Regions from separate parts of the Mus musculus genome. Here all the other regions are linked to region 3. A link is a contact called in public Hi-C and HiChIP or PLAC-seq data. All regions are on one chromosome and are shown on one strand. The core of a region is the stretch at or near the end of the contact, and the rest is flanking DNA. Distances in the headings are between cores, read along the strand shown. Region 1 holds the start of Myo1g (myosin IG). Region 2 overlaps Ccm2 (cerebral cavernous malformation 2). Region 3 has its middle 10 kb from the start of Gm39575.

Evidence for each region. A called contact is a pair of places that touch in the nucleus more often than the background predicts. HiChIP or PLAC-seq counts read pairs in DNA pulled down with a chosen protein or histone mark.
Region 1: a Foxp3 HiChIP or PLAC-seq map of regulatory T cells shows a contact between it and region 3, with 4 times the contacts expected there. The contact joins the promoter of Myo1g here to the enhancer-like site in region 3. A contact is called at or near these places in 1 of 484 Hi-C or Micro-C datasets (regulatory T cells), 3 of 115 datasets of contacts at active chromatin or transcription factors (CD8 T cells, memory CD8 T cells and regulatory T cells) and 2 of 9 other capture datasets (adipose tissue and liver).
Region 2: a contact with region 3 is called in a Hi-C map of CD4 T cells, with 2.6 times the contacts expected there. The contact joins two enhancer-like sites. A contact is called at or near these places in 2 of 484 Hi-C or Micro-C datasets (CD4 T cells and regulatory T cells) and 1 of 9 other capture datasets (liver).

Annotation. Positions count from the first base shown.
Region 1 is chr11:6,519,593-6,522,292 of GRCm38.p6, forward strand. It overlaps Myo1g (myosin IG), which reads right to left and starts at 1,366. Exons shown (of 22, transcript NM_178440.4): 1 at 1,150-1,366. The coding sequence starts at 1,262.
Region 2 is chr11:6,568,084-6,570,783 of GRCm38.p6, forward strand. It overlaps Ccm2 (cerebral cavernous malformation 2), which reads left to right. Exons shown (of 10, transcript NM_146014.3): 2 at 1,881-2,054. Among named protein-coding and RNA genes, the nearest start is that of Ccm2, 23 kb to the left of the region's middle. Within about 2 kb of position 1,273, at least 104 of the 459 cell types and tissues checked have an H3K27ac peak or open chromatin away from gene starts, as enhancers often do. A contact at or near this core is called in regulatory T cells, where this site is marked.
Region 3 is chr11:6,703,726-6,706,425 of GRCm38.p6, forward strand. No RefSeq gene overlaps it. Among named protein-coding and RNA genes, the nearest start is that of Gm39575, 10 kb to the left of the region's middle. Within about 2 kb of position 1,281, at least 32 of the 459 cell types and tissues checked have an H3K27ac peak or open chromatin away from gene starts, as enhancers often do. A contact at or near this core is called in CD8 T cells, memory CD8 T cells and regulatory T cells, where this site is marked.

The sequences.
Region 1 (2,700 bases), core at 116-2,615, 180 kb before region 3:
ATCCGGAAGGGGACTCGCCCTGCCCCACCCAAATCATAGCGTGGTGATTTGCTAGTCTTTGCAACCCCAGCCATGGCCACCGTCCCTCTCCAGCACATCTCAAACTCCTCCACCCTTCCGTTTACTAACCATATTAGAAGCAGGAACCTAGGGCTGTACCTCTCTTGGGTTTTGTGCTCTGGGAGGAGTACTAGCCTCCTTGGGGCCCCAACTGTCCTCTCGGTGTGTGGGGCCCGCTCAACCCCAGGCAGGCCTCTTCAGGGTTCCTCTTTCTCTGCCCCCTCTGACAAGTCACGCCCTGGGACTACAAGTTTTGTGACCTGCAGCCACTGTCTTCCTCGGCTCAGCATACAAAGCATGGAGGGCATGCTTGTGAGCTTGCTTTTCGAGAGAATGAGGCAGTCTAACAAAGCATTGAACTCATTTCCTGGATAAAGCTCTCCATGTGGCAGCCTAGGACCTCCATCTCTGCACCTAGTGAGATTCCTGGTCCCCAGTTGCTCTCTAAGGAGCTTCCTAGCACACAACAATCCTCCCTAGGAGGTGTGTATGAAGTCCAGCCGCACACAAGGCCATTTAACATGCTGTGCTTCTAGCTCCTGGACCCCTCCCTGCTTTTTTCAGTGAGAAAGCAGGCTGCACTGTCAATTCTCCTAGTCCTAGCCTGTGACCCCTCCCATGAACAACTCCCAACCCAGAACATCATATCAGCATCATATCAGCTTGCTTCGATTATTGCGATTCTGGGGTGGAGGGCACTTCATTTTGGAGTTCCTAAGGAAACTCAAGTCGGGTCACACATGGGACCCAGGGGGAAAGCATCAGCAGGTGACAGAGAGGAGATGCAGTACATTCCTGGTCCCCATGCCTTTGCCTGTCTTCCTCAGGACTCTGGGCTTGTCAACCAGGGTGTTGTGAGGGTGGCTGGGCAGCTCCATTCCTGACAGCTGGTTACTTTCTGAGTGGCCATTATCTCCTGGAGATGCTATCATTTCAGCCTGTATTGTCTAGGTATGTGTAGCCTTGTCCCCATTCCTGACGATGGGACCAGGGTACCTTCAGGGCTTCTCTCAGGTCTGTGTGGATGATAAGGGAGGAAAGGAAGGAAAGAAGCCCAGTACCGCATCCCCACCCCCACCTCACATCTACCTGAGCTCTAGGTTCTTCATGAAGTCCTCCATGGTCAGTTGATCCAAAAGCACGAAGTCTGGTTTCCCATACTCAGGGCCTTCTTCGTCCTCCATCCTGCCCACTGCAAGCATCCAAGGCAGGTCGCCAGAGCTTTCTGTACAGAGGTGAAGGGGAAGGCAGAAAGGGGAGGCCCAGCCCTGCCTGACTACTGCAGTACTTCAGTAAAGTAGGAAGTGGGTTCTGCCCGGGGAGTTTGGCCCTGCCCATTGCTACTCCCCTGCCTTGGTGCTTCAGACACTGCTTCCTGCTCCCTGGCCCACAAGGTCCATGCCTAACTGTCTGTCCTGATGGGGTCTTTACTGGCTTCCTTAAAGCTCTTCCCAAGCTAGGTTTGGCCATACCTGTCTGTAATCCCAAGCACTCCAAAGATTACGGGCAGGCTGGAATTCTCCCTCCCCTTGTCTGTCTGTCTTCCTTCCTTCCTTTGCTCCCTCCCTCTTTCCGTCTCTCTCTCTCTCTCTCTCTCTCTCTCTCTCTTTCTTTCTTTCTTTCTTTCTTTCTTTCTTTCTTTCTTTCTTTCTTCTATCTCTGTAGTCCAAGCTGGCCTCCCCAAAGTAGCTAGGATTATACCAGGCTCAGTAAGAAAGGATGCTTCTTCTTCTTTCTTTCTTTCTTTCTTTCTTTCTTTCTTTCTTTCTTTCTTTCTTTCTTTCTTTTTTTGGTTTTTCAAGACAGGGTTTCTCTGTGTGTCCTGGAACTCACTCTGTAGACCAGGCCAGCCTTGAACTCAGAAATCTACTTGCCTCTGCCTCCCAAGTGCTGGGATTAAAGGCATGTGCCACCACGCCTGGCAGGATGCTTCTTTTAAAACGTTTTAAACATCTATTTTGTGTACAAGTGCTTTGTCTACATGTATAAGTGCACCATATGCATGCTGGGTGTCTGCAGAGGGCTAGAGGGCTGGGTGGCCGTAAACTGCAGACCTTTGCAGGAGCAGTCAGTGCTCTTAACTTCTGAGCCATCTCTCTAGCCCAATAGATATTTCTTTTATTATTATTATTTTGGTTTTTTTTTTTTTTTTTTTTGGTTTTTCGAGACAGGGTTTCTCTGTATAGCCCTGGCTGTCCTGGAACTCACTTTGTAGACCAGGCTCCAGGCTTGCCTCGAACTCAGAAATCGGCCTGCCTCTGCCTCCCAAGTGCTGGGATTAAAGGCGTGCCAACAGATATTTCTTGGCCTCTCGTGGTTACCCAGCTGAACATCGCTGCCCCAGAGCTCAACATCAGCCAGGGGTGGCCACAATAGAGTTTAAACCATAAAGACTTCCTGCCTGACCCAGCAGATGAGGCAGTGGTGGGGACTCGGCACCCTGCGATTCCTCCCCACAGTGACAAGGGAGCGGAAGAGTACACTCTCCAGCCCTCTAGTGGGCTAGCCTTTGGTAGGACCCTCTTGCATATGCTCAGCTTCGTTCTCTCATCCAGCCTCTGAGATAAAACCATTAACTCTTGGAGCTCTGGGGCCTCATCTTAGCTCTCACAGGTCTTGGCTTATGGTTGAGCTTGTAGA
Region 2 (2,700 bases), core at 23-2,522, 140 kb before region 3:
GCGGAAGTGCCTGTGCTCAACACTCAGCTACAGCTCTGGAGTTCCTGTCATCTTATCTCTCTCTCTTTTCCACACCAGCAGTGAGTGCAGGAAACTGCCCTGCATGTGTGAACACAAGCGTTTATGTGTGCGTGCATGCATGTGTGTGTGCGTATGTATGTGTGTACTGATCAAGATAGGACTACAGGGTCAATGACAGACCATTCTAGGTCACAGAGGCAGATGCCTGGTGATAGAATCAGCTCCCATGAGTGGAATATTTTAATATTTACAGGGCCGTGGGTCACAATCTTTTCCTACTTTGGATTCAGAGTCGGGTGGGTGGTCATGGGTCATTATCTAGTGTGAGTGGAAGACAGTCTGAGGCTTTGGTGCTGGGCTGTAAAGACAGCCGTTGAAGAGGAGATGGATTGTTGTGAGTAAAAACAGTAACGGAAATAACTGCTGACACCGTTTTCCATTATAATCAAATATAATCAGCTCAGCTCTCTGTAGCTATCGCATGGATTGTTCATGAGAACATGGAACATGCAACAATCATAGCTCATTTTAGAGACCATAGCTCAGCTCATATCCTTGTATGGGAAAGAATCAGGATAGCTCAGACCACCACAGAGGAGTTGAGCCTTGAGCCTGGCGGAAAGCCTGTGGGGAGAGCAGCAGGCATGACGGCTGGGCGTGCACAGCTCTAACACCGAGACTCATGCTGCTGTCTTGTCGGATGGGCCTCCTGGATCTGTGCCCATCTTAGTAGATCAATGGAATAAAACCAAGATAACAAGGACCAAGGATGTGAAGCTAAGGAGGCAGGGAAGCTGTCCACAGCAGGAGGGCACAGGCACAGGCACAGGAAAGGTGTCAGGGTAATTTTCTGAGGCTGGGTGAGTCTTATTTGATTGTTGGTTTCATGCCTGGTGCTGAGAGCTGAGCCTAAGAGTGAGGCTGGGAAGTAGCCACATGCGGCATCTCCTGGGAGCCTTGGCCATGTGAGTCTTGCCTGATAACTTATTCTCTCCGTTTTTTGTTTGTTACTAGCTTGGGGGGAGGGACGGTCAGAGCTGAGCCTGCTGTAGTTTCCCAGCTGCTGCCTGGCTGCCAGGAACATAGTGGGTGAGTGTAGGAGAGATGTCTCTTGCAGAGAGAAAACAGCTAGGGTATCATCTCCTCCTTTCATTGCTCGTGTCTTTGGCCTCTGAGCTGATGCTGTAGATGATGTATTTAAGTGTTTCTCTGAGTGACAAAGAATGGCTGGCAGCGCCATCTTTCCACAGAGTGGGGGATAGCTTCTGTTGCGGTTGTTTAGGAGGCACTAGGTTTGATTCCCCTCTCCCTGGCCCACAAGTTCATTTTGATTACAGGTCGAGTCTTCAAAGCCTCGGTACTAAGCTCACATCCAGCAGGGGTGAGGCTGTGAGGTTAGTGGCTGCCTTGGAGCCCTGCCTGAGGGAAGGGGCTGCATGAGAACCTGGGGCTCAGTTAGCGCCTGGGCTCCTTAGAGCTCATGTGGCCTTGGCTGCTGAGACAGAGGCCTTGTGGGTGGCAGCCCTCCCTGTCCCACTTGCACCTCAGAGCTGAGATGACATGGCTCACAGAGCTGGCAGGAGTTGGAACTCTGCTGTGTGGCTCTCTTCTGGGGGACTGTTCCCCAAATGACAGTGAGTTGCCTTCTGAGTGTGACAGCCACTTAACAGGCCTGTCTGTCCTTGTGCAGAGTCTGAGCTGGCTCCAGAGCCATGCCTCAGCCTCATGTTGGTCCTTTCTCATAGGCTGCTGTGCACAGTCCTATTTTCATGGCGACGGTGCTAACTCTGTTTGTTAGTGGTAGGTACAACACAAATGTGTGAATAATGAACTCCAATCATTGCCATTTCTGCCTGCAGCCTGGAATTGTGTCGCCATTTAAACGAGTATTCCTAAAAGGTGAAAAGAGTAGAGATAAGAAAGCCCATGAGAAGGTGACAGAGAGGCGCCCTCTGCACACTGTGGTGCTGGCGTTACCTGAGCGCGTCGAGCCAGACAGACTGCTGAGCGACTATATTGAGAAGGAGGTGAAGGTAAGTCACCATGGGCCACAGGGCACGCCTGCCAAACAGTTCATTGCCAGCTCTGCATAAATACATTAGCCTGTGTCCTACCCTCTGTCTTGCTTCTGGATGTATCTAATAATGAAAACTCCAAACCCAGTCCCAGTCCTTAGCTTTGGTTTCTGATCCTCTGTGTAGCAGAAGACTACTCTGTCTTGAAGGTCATGGATATTGTGTAAAACAGGGAAACCTCGTCTCCTCCGATTTGCAGACAGATGACAGCAGGCGCTTGTTCCAGGCCCTTGTTTAGGACTCCGATGCTCAGCCTAACGCTGGAGGCCTTATATCTCAGGCCTGCCTGTGCCCAAAAGACTACTCAAGCTGTGTTATGTCCCTGAAAGTAAGTTAATGAAATGATAGAAGCTGTGAGCTCAGAGAGGAGAGGAGAGGTGTTGGTCATAGAAGGCCACTGGAAAGAAGGAAGCGGTGAAGGTGAAGTAGCCTAGTTGGTGGCTCCAGCTGGGTCAGGCCCCTGCAGAGGACAGAGTCCAGTGACTCGGGGGGCTCCAGTGCTGACTAAATATGGATTTGTAGGCACCCTCCACATTGAGAGGAGGGCTTGGGATTTACTGACAGCTGGCATAGGAGTGGGTGGGAGAGCCCCAGCCTGAGCTTC
Region 3 (2,700 bases), core at 31-2,530:
CTTTCTATATTTGTGTTGATCCTATTGGGTATAAGTGACATTTCACTTTAAAATTTACGCTTTAGCAGTAATGGCTGTCAGTGTGTCTTCAGAGCTGCTACCAGGCTGGCTTTTTCTGTCTGTGGTAGTCTGTTTATAAACCTCCATCTGTTGGCATTTCTTGTTCTCCCTGGATGTGACCTGCAGAGCTTTGGGATTGGTCTGATGGGTTGGGGGTGGGGAATGGAGAAACAGCCCCCCCCCCCCCCCCCCCGCAAAGGCTGGGATCCTGTGCACCATGCACTCTGATGGAGACACACCAGCAAGCAGTGCAAAAACTCAGCGCATCTATTATATGCAGCATAGTGAGGAGGTGGGCTAGCTGATCTCTGTAGGGGAGAAGTCTCAGGCTGCAGTCACTTCCTGGAGGAGGAAGTCCCTGAGCCTGACCTAGGGAAGGCCTCGCCATTCCCATAGATCCTCGACATAGCTGTGCCTTCGTCAACTATACACATTCACTCGGGACTTTGTCCTCTTCCCATCCCTACTCAGCACAGGAATTCCTAATATGGTCCAGGTGTTCTGGATTCTATTTTCTTGTCCATTTCATGTGGTGGTTTAAAGGCAGACTCTACCCTGGAGATCAGGTGTTCAAGCACTGGGCCTGCAGATGGTGCTGCTGTTTGCGGAGTTGGTAGGATCTGGAGCCTTACTTGGAGGAAGTACATCACTGGTGGTGGGATTTGAGAGTTTTTAGTCGTACCCTACTTCCGGTTTGCTTTCTCTGCTTCCCACGTGCCACTGAGATGTGATTTTCAGCTTCCTGCTTCTGTTGCCATACCTTTCCCGCAGTGTCGGACATCCGGCCCTTGGGAACTGTGGCAAAAACTCTTCCAAACGCTTTTGGTCATGATGGTTTGTTACTGCAACATAGAAGCTGTCACAAAGAAGACTCATGCACACAAATGGCCTCCCAATGGGAACCACAGAAGAAAGTATCTGCTTTGTGTGGGCAAGCATGTCTACGACAGTCCGGGCCTCTGGAATGTCTTCTGTCCTATTTTTGTGGATTCTTTGAAAAAGTTCACAGACAATCAAAGACCCTTCAGGAATAAATCAGGGACTTAAATCCACTTAAGGATCTTGGGAATTACATTTAAGTTGACCTTGAGAGCCACATCCTTGCTGCTGACACCACAGCTGTTAGAGAAGTGGCTCTGGGCCTCCCCTGTCGGCAGCAACATGACATCTACAAGAAGCGATGAAAGCCAAACAAAGCCGTTAGGTATAATTCACCCTAGCTCAAAATGTAACTATACTCTCATAACCCTAAACATCAAACAGCTCTTAAAATGATAGTGGTTCATAGACCACAGGAACATAGAACAGGAAGTTTGAGACGTTCAAAGTGGATGAGATTAATAGACGATAAACACACACTTTGTGTATTATACTGCACACTGTGCTACATTAAAGGGGTGGCAATTTTTAAAATATCAAACAAAAAATCAAATAAGTTATGAGCCGTGATGTATAATACTGAACTGATTAGTTTTTGTAATCTTTGTACAATCATTTGTGTTTTAGGAATCTTAGTAACATCCTTTGAATCATGTCTAAGATCTTCAAGCTTTTCTCTTTTAATTCAAGACTGCATGAAATTGCATCTCCTGACTTCTTATTTGGTAGCTTAGCAACAGCCTCTAAATTTGCAGTTGGCTGGAGGTGGGTCCCATTCTGTTTGTTCCCATCTGAGATGGAGTTGACCCTGCTGGCAGAACTCACAAGCTTTGAAAGAGTGGCATATTTGAACCTGGAGCTTTAGAACGCCCCTCCTCACCTTCCTTCCCTAGGGTTTGTGTGTAAGTACCCTCTAGGCCCTGTTAATCAATAAAACCAGGAAAACCTTTTAAATGAAGAGCTGTATCACTCCTGAGGGAGGTAGATTGTATTTCTTAATAGACATGTCCCCTGACTGGCTGGCAGCTAAGCGCCACACTGAAAGGTGATAATTTCCACTCACGGTTGAAAAGGAAGTGATTTCTGAGTTGTGGCATGGATCTGCAAAGACACCAGGATGCATGTGTTTCTACAAACACCCCTTGCATGGAACTCACGGGGAGGGGGGGGTCAGTCCCCAGCTGAGTGAGCTGTGACCTGGGAGGGCTGTGGATGCCTCATGAACTGACGTGGGTCATTGATCATTAGGTCCACCTCCAGCACATGGCATTTCTTCTGCAAACCCAGCAGCCAGCTGCTCCTAGCCCAGAGACATGCCCTCCTTCTGGGTCTGGACCTGTTGGAGCAAGGGCTGACTGGCACTCATCCCATGTCATGGACTCTCTTAAGAGTCTCAGTTCCTTAGAATCCCTGGTGATCAGGCAGCTGACATTCTGTTGAACTCGTATGTGAGTAGGAAAGATGACAAGACAGTCAGATATTTCTGATAAGAAGACACAGTGGTGATACAAGCCTTTAATCCCAGCACCTGGGAGGCAGAGTCAGGCAGATCTCTGAGGTCGAGGCCAGCCTGGTCTACAGAGTGAGTTCCAGAAGGGCCAACGATACACAGAGAGGCCCTGTCTTGAAAAATGAGAGAGAGAGAGAGAGAGAGAGAGAGAGAGAGAGAGAGAGAGAGAGAGAGAGTCAATCCTTGGTAAAATTCCCAGGGTATGGGGCACCGTGACAGCCTTTTTTGTCACTCTGAAGGAAACGAACATT